2 separate regions of the Callithrix jacchus genome follow, and region 2 is linked to region 1. Evidence: chromatin contacts called from public Hi-C data. All regions are on one chromosome and are shown on one strand. Each heading gives the region's core, a stretch centred on a gene start, on an enhancer-like site or on the middle of the called end of the contact. The rest is flanking DNA. Distances are from core to core; before and after follow the strand shown. Region 1 holds the start of METTL8 (methyltransferase 8, tRNA N3-cytidine). Region 2 holds the start of LOC144582935.

Region 1 (2,619 bases), core at 77-2,576:
GGAAACTCTGACTGTAAGCAAAATGACATATAACAAAACCATTTTTTACCATAGACCAATTGATATAAACAAGCCTGAAGTTCCTATAACATATATTTCTAGTCGCAAAAACATCACCAAACTCCTAAAGACCAAAACACTTCTAACAGTAAACATTGAAACAAATGGAAGCTATACATATATTTAAGGAAGATTAATAAAAACAAGTAAGATAGTTATTTACCCAATTATTCCAGTTCAGAGTCGAGGGTGGCTGGAGCCTATCCCCTTAGCTCAAGGTGCATGGTGGGAACCAACCCTGGACACTAGGACATTCCGTCACAGGACGCACTCACACCCACACTTAGGAACCATACAGACAGGCCAATTCACCCAGCCTGCACTGATATGTGGGGCGCAGTACCCTGGGGTACCTCGTGAAAACCCATGCAGACGTGGGGAGAAGGGGCAAGCTCCACACAAACAGTATCCCTGGTAGGAACTGATTTTTTTTTTCTCATCAACTTATAACAAAATGACATTGAACGAAAGAATGCGATTCGAGGACCTGCTGTACTGTACTTTTTGCTCTGCCAGTCGGGTGCGATCGCTTTCTTAGAGCACCCTACGAACAAGCATGCTCAAGTGCACGTGGGAGATACAGCGACACCACCCTCAAGGGACTTACAGCAAGGCGGTGGGACACATGTGGTGCATGATTGCTGCAAGTTTAGTGTGCTAGGAACTTTGAACATACCGGCAGGACTAGTTAACAAAGTATATATTTTACTTAGAGATGTCGACGAGGGATATCTTAGGTCGTCCAATAAGAATGTAAGCATCTCATATTTTATTCCCTATAAAGAAAAAAAGAATGGAGGCGAGAGGAAGGAAAATGTAGCAATTATCGCAAAACCACCCAGTATCCCCGCAGGACACCAAAGGACGGGCCTCCAGGAAAGATTAACTCAATCCGAGCTTGGAGGGTGAAACTAGGAGTGAATGCAAAGCCAGCATCTTCCTAATACAAAAGCACAGTTTACCGTCCCCCTCAGCCAACGTGCAGCTGAAGGGAAAGCCGCGGGGCGTACCTTTAGCATGGGACGCTGTTTTGAGGGGCCCCTGACACAGCGCCCCACCCGGCACCTGGCCAGAACCTCCGAGGGCGAAGGTCAGGGGCTGAGAGGCGTGGGGGTACCAGAACAGTGAGGGACGGATTCCTAAATGCAGGGCGCACTTACGCAGCAGAGCTGAAAGCAGCAGCACCGCGCCCTCTGGGCTAGGCTCAGCTAGTCAGCCGTAGCTCCAGAAAAGCGCGCCCGCCAGACAGCGTAGTCTCAGCCGGCCGGAGGAGGCGGGGCCGCGGCGTGGAGGCGGGGCCGGGAAAGCCCTCGCTCCCCGCCGCCTGATGGGAATTGTAGTTCCTGGGAGAAGCCGGACTGCCTCACGAGGCACTGGGAACTACATTTCCCGGTGAAAGAGTGGCCCCGGTCCGCGGCGCAGTAGCGGAGCGTCGCACTGTCTGCGGCCAGAGGGCCTGTGAGGAGCAGGTCGAGAACGGAGAGCTTCTTCCCTCTTCTCCGCGCTGTGCCGGTGCAGCGGCTCTGCTTTCCCTTGCCCCGTCGTCGGGTGCTCCCGGCCCGGCTCCCCGTGTCAGCTTTTCCCGGGCCTCCCCGGGAAAGTCGGGGCCTCGAAATTCGGAGGCAGCGGCGGCTGCCCAGCACGGGAGTGTGGGGCGCGCCCCTCTGCGGCCCAGCCTACCCAGCGCCCGGCCCGCGCCTCCATGGGCCCGACCCGGAAGCCTAACGTGTGCAGCCGGCTAAGTCGCCGGGCGCTGGGCTGCTTCTCGCGCGACGCAGGCGTGGTACAGAGGACCAACCTGGGCATCCTACGGGCGCTGGTGTGCCAGGTGACCGCGCGCCGGCCGGGGGCAACGGAGGGCTACGGGCACCTGGCGGCCGAGCCTCCTGCGGGATGCGGTTTTAACGCACTGCCCCCTCCCCCCTTTTTAACAGGGTCACAGGTGATTGGGAGGAGGATACAAGCCCGGAATCTGGTGGATTAGTCAATAGGTGGTTATGGGGCCTCCAGATGCTTTTAGTTTTATGCTGCTTCTGTCTTCCCTGTAAACAATTATTCTAAATGTTGGTCACCTCATTAAACCAAAACATGAGGGCAGAGTGAAGGAAGGATTCAAAATCAGTTTTTGAATAACGTAGGTGAAATTATGTTACTTTGGAAAGTTAAAATCCAACTTAAAATTGGTACACAGTGGAAGCTAAGTTCTTTCCTGAACGAAAATTCTTTGTGTCTTTTAGGAAAGTACTAAATTTAAGAATGTCTGGACAACTCATTCCAGGTCACCTATAGCCTATGAGAGAGGAAGAATATATTTTGACAATTATCGGCGCTGTGTCAGCAGGTAACTTTTTCCTTTTAAACTGGAAATTTGTGTGTGTGTGTGTGTGTGTGTATTGCACTTAGGTTCTGGAGTACATGTACAGAACATGCAGGATTGTTGCATAGGTACATACTTGGCATTGTGGTTTGCTGCCTCCATCCCCCGTCACCTACATCTGGCATTTCTCCCCACGTTATCCCTCCCCAACCTCCCTGTCCCTCCTCTAGTCCCCCGCAACA
Region 2 (2,619 bases), core at 71-2,570, 450 kb before region 1:
CCCCCAGCAGCGTCATGACAGTGTCAGAGGGAGCTAAAAAAACCCAACACTGTCCCTAGATTAGAATTATCTATGAAATTTCCCTTAATACACTGGCCCTGTGACTGATTTGCAATGCTGTGTTGTGTTTGTAAATCAGTTTGGCCAGAACGAACTGTCTCTGTGTAGCTCAGACAGCTATGCTGAAAGGAGAGCCCAGAAACACAATGGCAGGAATCCACGTTGTGCCCAGGCGCTGTTTGGGGCTCTAGTGAGCTCTGGAAACAGTGTTAGCTGTCAGGTAGTGAAGTACGCATGGTTCCAACACATTCACTCAGCACCAGTGGCTAAACAACCTGTGTGCTTCGTGGTGAGGAACTACTAGAGGAGCCTCATAAAATCAAGAAAAATCAGCTGGCTGTTGTGTGAGTCCAAGAGCTCAAAGCTCATTCCAATTTCAATAGTTACTTTCCTTGGTCTCTGTCAACATTTTGTTTTTAAAGGGCTTGAGACTAATTCATTTTCCCAAATTCAGATCTCTCCTAGGTATGTAGTACAACCTGAGAAAAGAGGACAACCATCTGGGATCTTCGGCACCGTGATGCTGCCATATTGCTGGAGGGGACAGGTGAGGGTTCACTGGCTGAATCGGAAGGACACAGAAGAGGCAGGGAGGGGCCACCGGGCAGGCCTCAGGCCAGGCTCGGGTTCTGAACCTGATCCGGTGGACTGGTGTTTACCTAGAGTGAAGAAAACTGTCTTTCCTTCTTTAATAACCAATATATTTCACTTTACCACGTGTTGGGAGAACAATAGTTGCATTAGATAAGGCTAATTTTACAAATGAACTGCAGTGAGGAAAAGGACTGGTTTTCAAGAGAAGTGTTGGCTTGATGGGAGATGCAGGCGCCGTGCTGGGTGAATTCTTGGCCCCAGGAAGCAGAGCTCAAATCGCGGCCCCCGCTTCACAAGCGGGCAGGCTTTGGGGTAGGAGCTGAATCCACGTAGATTTGCGCGGTCCCAAGCCTCAGTTCTGTCCCCACGCGGCAGGCTCCTGGAATGACATTCACCTTTGTTCAGGGACTCCTGTCTTATCGGCGCCCACATGGAGAGGGATCCGAGCCAAGAGGGCCTCCCGAGCCTGGCCCGCAGTGCGCGCCATGAGCCACCAGGTGGCGCCGGGATCCTGGGAAAGCCGCGCCCCGCCAGCGGCCGCGGGGTCTCCGGGCCGACCTCGCAGGGCCCCTGGGCGGGGCCGGACCGTTGCGGTCGAGCGCTTTCTGTTCTTTGGAAGACTAGTTCTGGGCCCCCGCTTTCTTTCCATCGCAGGCCCAGTGCGGATGCGTGGGGGATGCAAATATCCTGGGCGCCTTCACCAAACGGTGCCCCCTTTAACCAGATGTGAAGGCAAACCTCTCCACCCCAGAACCCGTTGGGTGCCGCGGAGACGCCTTTCGGTGGCTGAGAAACCCTCAGACGCCGGGGAAGCACCACGGGTCTGAGCGCCCAGTGCGCTAGGCTCGGGGCTGGCTTCCCTCCCCGGGGCTGGAGCCTGCAGGAGCGCCGCCCTCACCCCGTTCCCTCCGAGGGCGGCGCGGGTCTCCGGCCTGGCCCGAAGCCGGCTGCTTCCCTCAACCTCGTCCTCCTCACATCTGCGGAGCAGAGGCTCCTGATACTCATAGGCCCAGGGGTGGTGCGGCTGGGTCTGGGCCCAGGTGTCCCTTGTCCTAAACCATCCCACTGCGCTGCCTGTAAATTAGCCATTTCGGATCTAGCGATGAGCAGAGAGCACAGAATAGCCCAGGGGCCAGGTAACTAACAAGTGCGGGATCAAGTAGGGCGTTCGTGAGGAGCTACTGTTAGGTCTTGGAAGGATGCATAGAGGTTCCCTTAGGTGGTCAAAGCCGAAGGGCATTGAGGCAAAGGGAACAGCATCCGCAAGGACACGCAGGAATGTGGCACGTGGTGTGCCCCAGAACTACAAACCGCTCTGGTGGCTGGAATGTGAAGGGTCAGGTACGGAGTGGTAGCAGTTACCATAGAAAGGGAAGCTGGCCAGATTGCCAAAGGCCTTGAATGCCATGCTCCGGGGCTTAAACTGCACTGCCCTGGGGAGTTTATAAGGAGGGTGTTTTTTGTTCTTGGCAGGGAAGTACCCAGGGAGCTTGCCCCTTACATAGGTCAGTGGTCTGAAAAACCTCCTTTTTAGCAAGCAGAAGCCTTTTGTAAATAATAATAATAATATGTATATATAATCATATAGAACATAGACTCAAAAGCCAGGCCAATGTGGAGCTGCCGGCAGCCTCCTGCGAGTAGGAGGGCAAGAAAGGCGGGGCTCCTTCCTGAGGAAGAAGCCATAGTCACCCCTAGCAGGATGGCGTGGGAGAAATCTCAGGAGCTCATTATCTCCAAAAACTAAAGCCCAGCAAAGTGCTGTCCCCTACCTCATCCCCCATCCTCCCCCTGCCTGCTCTAGATGTGGCTGGAGTAACTTACATTTCCCCTGATCTTGTAGTGAACTGGGAAGAGCTAAAAGCTGGGTGGGGTGACAGGACGTCATTTTTCTTCTCCAGCTCTTGAGCCAAAGGACTCTTTAAATCTGAGCTCGGAAAAGCAACCATGGACCAGCACTTCTCA

What was found. Hi-C and Micro-C count contacts between places; a contact is called where the count stands out from the background.
Region 2: a Hi-C map of skeletal muscle shows a contact between it and region 1, with 4 times the contacts expected there. The contact joins the promoter of LOC144582935 here to the promoter of METTL8 in region 1. A contact is called at or near these places in 3 of 3 Hi-C or Micro-C datasets (induced pluripotent stem cells and skeletal muscle).

The regions. Positions count from the first base shown.
Region 1 is chr6:58,099,948-58,102,566 of calJac240_pri, reverse strand. METTL8 (methyltransferase 8, tRNA N3-cytidine) reads right to left here and starts at 1,326. Exons shown (of 11, transcript XR_008482132.2): 1 at 1,071-1,326. It overlaps DCAF17 (DDB1 and CUL4 associated factor 17), which reads left to right and starts at 1,500. Exons shown (of 16, transcript XR_004744589.3): 1 at 1,500-2,002; 2 at 2,298-2,401.
Region 2 is chr6:58,552,756-58,555,374 of calJac240_pri, reverse strand. LOC144582935 reads left to right here and starts at 1,320. Exons shown (of 3, transcript XM_078375630.1): 1 at 1,320-1,386; 2 at 1,446-1,790; 3 at 2,556-2,619. The coding sequence starts at 1,320.